2 separate regions of the Gasterosteus aculeatus genome follow, and region 2 is linked to region 1. Evidence: chromatin contacts called from public Hi-C data. All regions are on one chromosome and are shown on one strand. Each heading gives the region's core, a stretch centred on a gene start, on an enhancer-like site or on the middle of the called end of the contact. The rest is flanking DNA. Distances are from core to core; before and after follow the strand shown.

Region 1 (5,925 bases), core at 1,147-3,646:
TCAATAATCCATGAGCCTGATTGCTTAACAATCCGTCTTGTCTGTATCAACAAAAACATGCTCACATGCTCGGAAAAAATGGGAAGTTATGTTCTTTAGAAATCTGTGAAATTGAATATGTCTGTTTACTGTAGTTAAAAGGTGCTTGGAGGAATGTATTGGTGTAAGTATTTATATTTAACTTCATGATTACATTGCGCTTTGCATCACACTGCTTTAATTGGAGATCTTTAGTTGCTTTGTACGTCAAACGTAAAATGTCAGCACATAAAGCACTAAAAACTACATTATATAATGTAGATTGAGTATCTTAAGTACGTTACTCAAGTATGGTAACATAACTTCTATTTAAGGATTCAGGATCTGATCTTTCATCTCTGCATCCGTGATTAGAATTGACATGAATCATTTTCCCCACTAAATACAAAATGCAAAACACATTTCTGGATAAGAGCTAATGTTCCACTTACCGATGCTCATAACACTACATTTTACAGAATTGAAAATACAATGTGTGTGGGAGACGGTTTCATCCGAAACAGATACTTCAGTTGGAAAATAATTAACTTAAAAGAAATCTTAAATACCAGGAGGTGGCAAACAGATGAATTACTGGTATCTGTCGTCAAACAAATCATTCCTCAGAAAATAAATGAGCATGAAGCAGTGGAACGTCTTTTAATGAGCCCGTGGTCGCGTTAACTGATGTGGTGCCGCACAGCTTGAGATTTACCACGCAGCACGTCTCAGCATCTTGTGCAGCTGATAAGTCCATTTGCTTCATGTGAGGACACTGAGTCAGTGTGTCGGCGGAGAGAGGCGCGTTACACAATACAGAGGGTTGTGCTGAGTCCTAATTCACCTAAAAAAGCCACATGAGGACAGGCCTGTGTCTGACTGCGCTGACCAAACAGTTTAATCTTAGCGATTCTCGCTCACGGTGTAACAAATATAATCTTCTGCATTTTTTTGCTTTCGGGGGCAAACAAGGAGAGACTTTAAATGCCGTACAAAGACGGGGGAGTAAATGTGAAACAACAAGAGCACGAGGAAAAGAAGAACTCTGCCCTCTGTTGGATGTGAGGGGGAAGAACAGCAAGCTGTTGCTTTAAGAGACGACTTCCAATTTGTTGAGTTTCCCCAGAACTTCTTTCATCTCCCGTTGAGTTAGATAAAAGATTTAACAACCAGTCATCCCACTTAAACGTTATCAGTGACCCTGTCCTCCCTTCTGAGGACGGGGTCTTCGGCGCAGGAGGCCGACATCAAACCCTCCAAAGGAGGCTGAGGAGTGACTGACTGCAGCACCAACAGAGACTGATAGGCCCCACAGGCCTGAGAGGACAGCTTTGGCCTTGAGGAGCACAAATCTTTAGAAATCCACCGTCCTGACAGAGAGAGGGAGAGAGGGAGAGAGAGAGAGAGGGAGGGAGAGAGGGAGGGAGGGAGAGAGGGAGAGAGAGAGAGAGAGAGAGAGACTCGACTGTCAACAGCTAGAGGAAAATCCTGCCTGAGGAAGTAAAGCTGACATCTAGATTGTTTCTTTTGTGCTCTTTTGTGGTGGGGAGTCGATGGAATGATGGGACAGGAAAACGCTGTGAATATTACATCTTTGACCTTTAAACATTTGTCAGAACAATTAGCCCATTCATGTATTAGTAGTGCATTCATTTATTAGGAAATCAACTTGATAAAAAAGCCAATAAAAAGGCAGAAAAGGATGTGTTTTCTTTGACATACGTTGGATTTATCAGTGCATTCGGTGTTTGAGGGAATCCTGCGTGTCTTCTTTTGAAGGCGATCATATGCAACCTTCTAACTACTTAAAACAACAACAAATCCCATTTACAGACGACAACTGCTAAATATAATCTGAACATCACCCATGTAAGAAATATTAAGTATGTCTTTGTTTGGGAAGTTAAGATACAGAAAACTCGCTCAAACTTGATCTTAAAAGAAAAGGTAACTTTTCCCCTGTGTGTGCAAGGCACTGTGTCAAAATGCTGCCGTTTACTATCTGCATAAAACCTGTTTAAAAAAGAACCACATTGGAAAATATCTCCTGGGAGATTGTCATTTCGACAGGAAGCAGGTGCCTCCTCCTAAACCTGGAAGGACAACTGCAACGCACAATAACAAGCGAGCACGATACATCTGAGAGCATTGGAGTAAACATCGACACAGTCGGAGGCTTCTTGAGGCCAGGCTGCAGCGGGGCAGGGTTTTTTTTTGTTTTAACCCTGCATATCTTGAAGAGCTCTAATCTGTACGAGAATCTATTTTGCTCCAACATCACATATAACTTACATAACCGTTGGTTGATCGTTTTTAGATTATGCCATATTATCCTTGAGATCGCTTCTCTCCAGCCACAGTTTGTTGTATTTGCTGTGAAACAGCAAACTGCTGTAAATCCCCTCCTGTGCGACCCTTCTGTAGTTTTCCCTCAGAAGAGAGACAATCAATCTGATCTACTTAATCAATCTGGGACAGGACCTTTGAACTGCAGACAGGATTTCAAGGAAGTTTGTCATCCCCCCTCCGCCCCCCCAGCCCACGTCTGTGAAAACACTCCAGGGGGAGATTACGCCAAACAGCTCCGGCTCGTAAAACCCTTTTTATGTTAAAAACACACACCCTGGCCCTTCCCTGACGGACTCCAGAATATGTCAGAAAGTTATATATACTCCCGTTAATGCAGTGTGGAGATTAGCATTATGGTTCCTGAAGGTCGTGGGGGGGGGGCCGGGGATCTGTTTGAAACGAAGATCCTGCATTCAAGCCGCGTGCATCTGGCCTTTTTCGAACTCAACTGCATTGAGCATTTCAGAAAGAAAAACAAGTCCCCCTGCCTCCCCCGCAGTGAGACAACCCCCCCCCCCTCCCCCCCGTGTGGCTTCTGTATGGGCAAAGAAGAGGAAAAGCGAATGTTTTGCCCCTCTCCCCTCACCTCCCCCTGGGGCAGCGCTGTGTGGTAATAAACGTCCCCCATAAATCTCCCCCTCACTCCATCACCCCCCTCCTCCACATCCACCTCTTTTTTCTTCTTCTTCTTCTGCTTCTTTCTCCTGGTTAACAGCTTCTTTTCTTCTCTCGCAGGCCCGGCCTTTATCCCCCCCCCACCACCCCCCCTTCTCCCTCTGCAACCCAACCCTGACATTGACTCACAGCCCGACGGGGCGGGAGAGCGGGAGAGGAAGACGACGGAGCACAATGGGAGTTGTACGGGCCCGGTGTCGCCTGCAAAGCGCCATTATTGTCACCGCGTCTGCGGGGGGGGGGGGGGGGGTCGAATCTGGTGTCAGGTCAAGGCCCGCGTGATGGAATGACAACGTCACACGTCGTTTACCTGCTGCTGAGGGAAGCAGAGCTGGGGGGGGGGCAGGGAAAGAGTTAAAAAGGCCTGGCCGCCACCGGAAAGTCCCGCCAGTGAGTGACGTGACAGGCCTCCAATTAGGAGTAAATTAATTACAGAGTGGCGGATGAGAGGTGAAACCTTGAGGAGAGCGGGGGCCGTTTAAGGAGCAAGGCTTCCACGAGGGAAAGAGGCGACTCATAATAACAACTTTTTTTATTTTTATATATAATATTTAACCATCACAACATCTGCCGAGAGCAACGGCAACTTGGCAACTTTTTTTTTTGTATAACTCAACGTCGGTATCCCCCCCCCCCCCCCCCGCACGCCGATAAACCAATAAACTGGCTCACTGTGGAGGAACTTTGGCCGCACGTCGGTGCCAAATAAAAAAAACCCAACAACTGCTCAGTATTCGCGGTCGGTGCGGCCGCGTTGTTCTCTCAAACAAAGTGACAACCCCACTCAAAAGTTTGCCCCCTTCAGAAGAGGGTGGAGGAGAAAGCAAGCGGAGTTACCGCCCAGCGGCGCCGAGGCTCCTCCTGCAGAGGATTATAAAGCAAATGTCGGAGCTGGTGCCGGGCAGAGGGGGTGTTTCTGCAGGGTCCCAAACGCAACAGGAGCCGCACACCAGAAAACTCGGCAGACCTGCGCAACTTTTTTTTTTTTTTCTCCTTCAAGCCGAGCATTACTTTATTTTTTTTGTTTTTGTTTTTGTTTTGTTTCGACTACTTTTCGAACTCCACCCCGGCCGCTGCAGACATGACCACAGCCGTGGCGTCGCCTTTCTTCGACTTCGACATAATGAACAAGGTTAGCTTCGCGTCTCTCTGTCCTGTCCCCCCGCTGTCTCTGTCTCTGTCCCTGGTGGTTTCTGTTAGCATGTTAGCCGCTGTGGAGGAATGACGCGCTGCACGCTCGCGGCCCTCTGCCGTGGCGCGCGTGCCTTTCTTTTTTTTAAAGGCTTTAAAAAAAAACCTTTTTTAAAATATAGTTTATTTTTTATTTTTTTTAATGCATTCCTTGTGCACCGCGTCTGCATCGGAGCCCTTGGCGGGTCACGACCTCTTGTCCGCGTTGTGCTGTCGGGAACTTGATCAGTTGTCGTAATGTGTTGTAAACTTTCTTTGTTGAACACGTGCCGCGCGCGTTTACCGAACCGGACCCGGTTTCTCCGAACGGCCGCGGCGGTTTTTGACGCGCTGTTCGTGCCCTCTTGTCTGTTTTTTTTTTTTTTTTTTTTTAATGAGCGCAGTTTTGCGCCACTTTTAATACTCTACAAAGCAGCCACATGCTCGCTAATCATTGACTAGATTTGTCTGGCTTTTACTTGCAGCTGCGGCCATAAATCGGTTTGCCGTGATTAACCGTGTTAATATTTCATCAAACTTTAACTTGGCTTTCGAAATATTAACGGTTCACCGGTGCGTCGACATCGCGCCCTCGGTTTTGTTTGCACGCGTTCAAATGTTTTCCTTTTTTCCCGCGCGGTTGTCCAGGAATAGTTATTTATTAACATGTCAGTGACCAAACCAGTCGTGTCCTCCGGTGTATTAAAGTAGATCGGCCTTGTCACTGAGCCAGCGGGATGCATCGCCACCTTCCTTCTCTTCTCTTCGTGCTCCATTTACTAAACAGGCGCACATTCCTACCCGCGGCATCGTGCCAAACCAGCTGCTGTTCCATAGGCCTGCATCCGCTTGTGTTGTTGGAGCCAAAAAAGACAGTCGTGCAAGAGGAGCCTGTGGTTTTTCCTGCTTTCTCTCCAGCCCACTCGCTGTCTTTTTTTTAAAAGAAATCTGGGCCAGTCGAGGGGATCATGTAGAATATTGATCCTAACGATTTGCTTTTTCTTCTGTTTCTCTGCAGAACAACAAACTGCTCAGCTACAACAACAACAACAACCTGGGTGCCCCCCATCCCATGTCTGTCCCTTGCACTGGCACGAGTGTGCCCATCTCCTCCAGCCCCGCCGGAGTCCTGCTGGACAGGAAGGCGGTGGGCTCTCCCTCGGTGGGAGGCATGTACCAGCGGCGGCACTCGGTCAGCAGCACTCGGTTCAGCCAGAACCAGTTTCTGAACAGCCTGAAGGCGGCGGAGCACTCCTCGCTCATCTCGGGGCTCGGCGGCGGCAACAACAACAACAACAAGGAGAACCGCCTGCGAGACCGCTCCTTCTCCGAGACGGGCGAGCGGCTCCTCAACAAGTGCCTGGGCCCCGCCAGCCCCACCGGCGGCAGCCAAGTGAACTCGAGCCGCTACAAGACGGAGCTGTGCCGGCCCTTCGAGGAGAACGGTTCCTGCAAGTACGGCGACAAGTGCCAGTTCGCCCACGGGATCCATGAACTACGCAGCCTGAGCCGCCACCCCAAGTACAAAACCGAGCTGTGCCGCACCTTCCACACCATCGGGTTCTGCCCGTACGGGCCCCGGTGCCATTTCATCCACAACGCCGAGGAGCGCCGCGGGCCTCCCCAGCAGTGCTCACCTCTCAACCCTTCCAACAAGATGGACCGGCCTCGCCTGCAGCACAGCTACAGCTTCGCGGGCTTCTCCAGCTCAGC
Region 2 (5,925 bases), core at 1,729-4,228, 36 kb before region 1:
TCTTATATATTATATCAATATTATATGTTTACCTTCTATTTACAGAGTGTATGTAGACAGGGTTATTAAAGTTAAAGGTATTCTCCGTTCCTCCATTACAGCAGAGATATTGTCCTCCATTAGAGGCCAAGATGAAAACGCATTGTGTTCCCAGACTACTACTCTCGTATCAGCTCCTCAAGAGCCACGGACGAATTGAGCTCCCACACTCTGACTAGCAAACCGATTATGATGTGTTAAATCGGTTTATTTATCATTATTTATCGTTTCTCAAACTGACATATTTCTCCTTTTTTACGATATCTATAGCAGTATGAACGGCAGAGATGTACTTATTCTGATCTCATGATTAACGTGATTTATTACATATTGAGTCTCGAGGTACTTTTGTTATTGTTCTGTATCTCAAAGACGAACCATATGAACTGTCATTGGTTGGGACGACTGAGATCATCACAGCAGAGTACAGCGGCCCACAGCGACTAGAGTCTTAGGATGAGTTAAATGCAGAGGTTCCCCTTCATGGATGTGTGACAAATGAAACCCATTTTCCTCCTTTAACTTCATACATCCACATCGCATTTGACAAGTGCAGAACCGGAGATTAAGATGAGACGATTCAACACCCGATTCAGCACCCAACATCTGCCCCGAATTAACGGGGGGCCAACGGTCGTACCCCCCCCCCCCCCCCTCCCCGGGGAGCGGGCCAACGAGGGGCGGAGACAAGCAGTGACACACAGGCTGATGCAGCCGGACTGCGTCTCCCTCAGGGGGGGCTGCTGCAAAGCATCCTGTGCGCAACAGCACCTCGGTGCGGCGCACATCTGGGCTGCAGATGTGCGGTTCTGCATGCGCGCTTGGAACGCCGGTTGTGTCTGAGACAACTGTGTGTTTCCCGCGGAACACGCGCGTCTATGTGTGTAACCAAATGGGCCGCAGCGGGAGCCGCAGTTTTTGTTGGTGGAAGGAGAGAAGGTCAGAGGCGTAACTTCGGGGGGGGACAATCAACCGTTGAGAGATGGATTTAGTTTGGAAAGGCGTCTATGGAGGAAGAGGAGTTGTTTCAGGTCAGTGGAAGACAAACAGACATCTGGACGCAGATGTTCTGACCACTACAAACATTCTGAGTAACAACAAAAAACACCTACAAATGATCGCAAACTCACATCATAACCCGAGTGTTAAAATATCTGAGAGATCTTCACGGGGGGCACAAGGGGGTCCCCTCATATAATCCTTGAGTTAAAGTTAAAGTATTTTTTGATTGAGCAGCCATCATCACGAGAGACGAGGCCGAGATGAATCAATTCGATGACCACGAGGAACAACAGGATCTACACAACACCTCATGATTCATCTCATGACCCACAACGACAGCTCCACCAACGTGTTCGAACCTCGACGTGACTCGCTGCAGAGCTCACTGTTCAAAGAGAGACGAGGTCGATGAAGGTGCGTCGGACCAGATTATCTTCATGTCGCTCCGTTTCTGAACGGCAGCTGCTCTTTAGGCTCCTGCGAGCTGGTTTTAACCGGGTCTGTGTCGCAAAGTTGTACGTTTTCTGTGGTTACCGGATTTATATATTTCGCCATCATTATGGAATATGTCTTGGCTGCAAAGAAAATATGCATATCCCCAAATGTGAAGAGTGCAGTTAGTCTGTGATTTGTATCCAAGCCAGTGAGATGGAGGGAAAGCGAGGCCTCCCTGCGGAGCGACTGCAGCACCGCTCGTGTCCGCGAGGTGGCACTTGTGCTCCGCTGGTTGACGGCTCTTTAAAAACCAACTGTGGAACCAAATGGGTTTTCTGCCCGGGGCGCATGATCTCCACCACCGGCAATCACGGAGACAAACGCCAAAGCAAACAACGAACCACTGTTTGCTTTTTCTCTGCTACAACAAAGTAGAAATGTGGCAGAAACAACTCATTTTCTCTCTGTTTTTTTCTTCTTCTCTCGCACAGACGGACCACACGTACTTCACGTAACACATCTAACATGCACGCGCGAGCATAGACTGAGCATCACGTGATTTATATTCTTTCCTATACTTAGGATCGTATTTCTCTGTCAGCAGAGCCGAGGCGATTTTTTTCTTGGAAACGATGAAACACCTGTAGGTCTGGAAGGGCAGAATGTGGGTGTTGTTGGTGTTGTTCTCTTGACTCCGCATTGAGCTTCTGTTTCCCTCCCGCGGGACGCCCGGCGAGCGTTTGCGACGTGCCGGGGGCCACGGGGACGAGAGCGGGAAACACAGAGGAGGCCACAAGCCAACCCGCTTCAGAAAACAAGTAGCAGAAAACACTCCTCTTCCCAGTTTAAAACTCAAGGTCGATGCTTAGAAACGATCCCTTTGATGTGGCAATTCTCTTTTTCAAACTTAAAACATCTGATATGAAATGTATTTGATTTGTTGCTACAATCGGCAGCGTTTTAGCTTAGCTTAGCATGCAGACTGGAATCGGGAGGAAACGAGCAGATTAAACACACGCAATGTGTAAGTGTTGATTCCCGTGAACTGGCTAACGCGTCAGCAAACAGTTTCTTTTTCATGAATATAATTTGGATCGGTTTCCAGCTTTGTTTTTGGTGCTACATGAGTGAAACATAAAAGAGAAAAAAGTTCAGAAGTGTTTATCCTCCAGTCCAACACTGTTCTGCTTTGGAGGTTTGATGAGCAGAGGGAGGGACGGCGTGACTCAGAGCGGGGAGTGAAAATAAATACCCCGGTGAAGACAGTTAGACGAGCCTTTCATAGCTCATTTCATTTACCGACATAAACCGCATTACTGACTGGTTCCGGGGGGGGAGGGGAGGGGAGGGGGGCCTGCAGCGCGTCCGTTCTTCTGCGTTAACGTGTTTATGTGCGTGTTCCCCTGAAGAAAGAAGCGGGACGAGTTGTGTGGTAACGCCTCCGTTGGGCCGCTCTAACCTCCCCTCTCTCCCTCTTTCCTTCTCTCCTCTCCTCCCACTGAGTGAGAGAGTAAGTGGGCTCAGGTTGTAATTACAGTAATGACTGATTTTGCTCTACCTTTCCGCCCCTGTAACGTGTTCTCTCCCCCCCCCCCCCCCCCCTTTCAGCCCTCCCTGTTCCGCTGGATGTGGTTTGGCTGCTCGATGCCTCTTTGTTTTCGGTAAGGAGATCCCCCTGTTTATGAGGAGGTGGGTGTCCCAGCGCTTCGCCCACCTCATCTTTGATCTGCTCCTTCTGCTCCTCTTACCTTGAGTGTGCGCACGAACACCGATGAGCCTTCGAAATAAAGAAAAACAGCACTGCCCGTCTTCACGTGTTAACGTTTGCTGGTTGCGATGTGATGGGATGTTTCGGTGGCTCTTTGCACGATTGATCACACGAGGGTTATTGGCACATTCAGACTTCTCTTTCATTTAGACCCAATCTTGGTCCCATAGAAATGCATCAACGAGCACCGCAGTGTTTTAATATCTTTTTTATATCTCCAAATGAATGAAAGTGTCGGCCTTTCACTGCGAGTTGGAGGCCTATTCAGTGGAGGTGAATCATTTGGTTCTGTTTTTTCTCTCCCTTGTTATTGTACCTCCTCAGTGTATTTACACCATGTGTGTCCCTTTGTGTCGTGTTTGGGTTGTGTGTGATGTTGCTGTGATCTGGTTCCTGCTTGCTGACAAGCATTTTGTATTTTTAGTTATTAAAAGTTACTTTGTTTTGAGCTCGAGTCCTTGCTAAAGTATAAAAGGTGATAATATGTCAACGTGGTGTTTGCAGCTTATTGTGCAGCCCCATTATTCCACTCTGTCCCGGTCAACATGTTCAGTGTCTCCTTGTTCCAGCACCTCATTTAAGCTTTATAATGTTCAGTGAAATGTCCAGAACGAATCTCTGCATCGATCAATCAAATAACCATATCCATATGTATGTCTCATTTAATTAACATTAACCCACATTTCTGCCTGCTATATGTGGCCTTGAATTGGCTGCACAGTTTGTCTCTTTGATTTCACACAGGATAACTGAACTCATAATGTTACGTGATATATTCAACTGATTCAGCATATTAAAACTTTGCTATTAGCAAAAATAACATTTCACTTGGGGAAGTAAAACTACACATGTAGCAGGCTTGTACAACCAACGCAATCAAAACTTCCCCTATAAGCTCAGTTGAAGACTTTTAAAAGAAGAAGGAAGAGAAAAATTGCACCACTATAGAGAGAAAAACAAATTGTCGGCAGAATAAAATAACGGACTGGGTGTTAGCAACATCAGGGAACATCTGTCGCACCCAAGTAAATCACGCAGGCCTTTATTTTTCCCACATCCTCTCTCCCTGATTGTAAAATCCAAAACACGTGCCAGAGGAGTCCAAATCAAGCGAGCGGGCCTGAGGATTTAATGCTTTGCACCTATCTCTCGTCTGCCCTTTGGCCCTCACACCTCCTGCCTCTCCGGGTCACAGCTGGGCCGCACGGACGGCCGCGTTGAGCGTTACCTGTCAGACAAAGCGAGCTGCCAAGATTCTCCCGAGCTCTGCTGAGATCAGGAGCTGAGAGCCCTTCTGCTCCACAAAACCCTCCTTAACCAACCCCCCCCCCCCAGCAGAAACAGCAGAGGAGTGGGAGGGAAAGATGATACGAAAGCCAGAACCGCTGACCCCTGCTTCCACAGGCGGTTCACAGAGAGTTGAGTCAGAGGTGCAGGGCAGCCGGTTAATTCCTCTCTTCCTCAGTGGGCTCCAGTGTTCATGCTCGCGTACGGTATTGTCCTCCATGATTACAGCACCAGTGGAGATCCTGTTTGAATCTGAGGGACTCTTGGATGCTCCGAGGCCTTGTATGCTGGCGCTTCAGGGCACCTAGACGAGGGATGGGCCTCTGTTCGATGTCTGCAAGGGGGAACCGTCACGTTTGTGTCATAGACTGTAAATACAAAGTGGACCACGTCGGTCACCGGTTAGTGGACTGCGATTTTGAAGCATTGAGTTGGTCCGAAGTGACAAGTGATGCTTGGAGGTACTTGGCTTTGGCTTGGTTGTTTGAACAACCTTGTTAAATGTCTGTTTTCTGGAAACATATGAGGCCGTGATTGACAACTTTGTTAGAAAAGCCTCAGCTCTCATTGGTTGTTTTCTCTCGGCTCTGTGAAATCTTTCAAATACCATTAGGAGCACTTAAAGGAGGCAGAGGAAGCAGGTTATCTTGATCTAAGTGTAGTTTTAAACTGGCAGCGGAGGTAGAAACAGCCCCGTCATGACGGACGCGATGGGGCTGCTGTTGTGTTAAACGCCACGTCAGCATTATGGCCGCTGTGACCTTTATTTCAGGGTACAAAAGCAAAGATGGTGTTTAGTGGTGGATCTTCATTTCTGGAGTATTGCAGAATCTCTAAATACACATCGGCAGAATGGGTGACACTGACACGCTAGTGATCTAGTACTGTGCTACCACAATATTTTTTTATTGTATATTTTTATAAACTTAAAAAAAACGTATTTAAAGTAAACTAAACTAATCATACAAAGTAAGCATACAATATAAACAATAGGATATCCTTACTTTACCTGTAAGGGCAAGATCCTAAATCACAGTATATTTCATTAGACCGTCTCTGCTTCTTTAAACCCCATTTTTTTCTAACTCCTGTTTTTCAAAAGTCTCTGATTGTGGAAGTCACATCTTGGGGCTGTTTTGTTCCGTTTTCTTCAGTAGGTTCTTCTCTCAGCACAGCAATGCATGTATAGAGCTTCATGCAGCGATGTGAAACAGTCTGGAGTGAGGTCATTGTGCTCTGAGTTCGTTTAAAAATGTAAAAAAAACTGTTCAAATCATGTAAAACTCAGTCCACCATGGTGTCATGTTGCCTCACGTTGGCCTAATACGTAGTTTTCTCTTCTTTTTTACTGTAACATGAATCCGAAGTTGCATACGACGCCGTCTATATTCATG

The links. A called contact is a pair of places that touch in the nucleus more often than the background predicts.
Region 2: a Hi-C map of skeletal muscle shows a contact between it and region 1, with 11 times the contacts expected there. The contact joins the enhancer-like site here to the promoter of zfp36l1a in region 1. A contact is called at or near these places in 4 of 6 Hi-C or Micro-C datasets (skeletal muscle, tail fin and whole body).

Annotation. Positions count from the first base shown.
Region 1 is chr15:12,014,671-12,020,595 of fGasAcu3.hap1.1, reverse strand. zfp36l1a (zinc finger protein 36, C3H type-like 1a) reads left to right here and starts at 2,396. Exons shown (of 2, transcript XM_040199741.2): 1 at 2,396-4,174; 2 at 5,231-5,925. The coding sequence starts at 4,124.
Region 2 is chr15:12,050,969-12,056,893 of fGasAcu3.hap1.1, reverse strand. The region is part of intron 1 of plekhh1 (pleckstrin homology domain containing, family H (with MyTH4 domain) member 1); the gene reads right to left. Among protein-coding and RNA genes, the nearest start is that of plekhh1, 24 kb to the right of the region's middle. Within about 2 kb of position 2,978, at least 5 of the 9 cell types and tissues checked have open chromatin away from gene starts, as enhancers often do.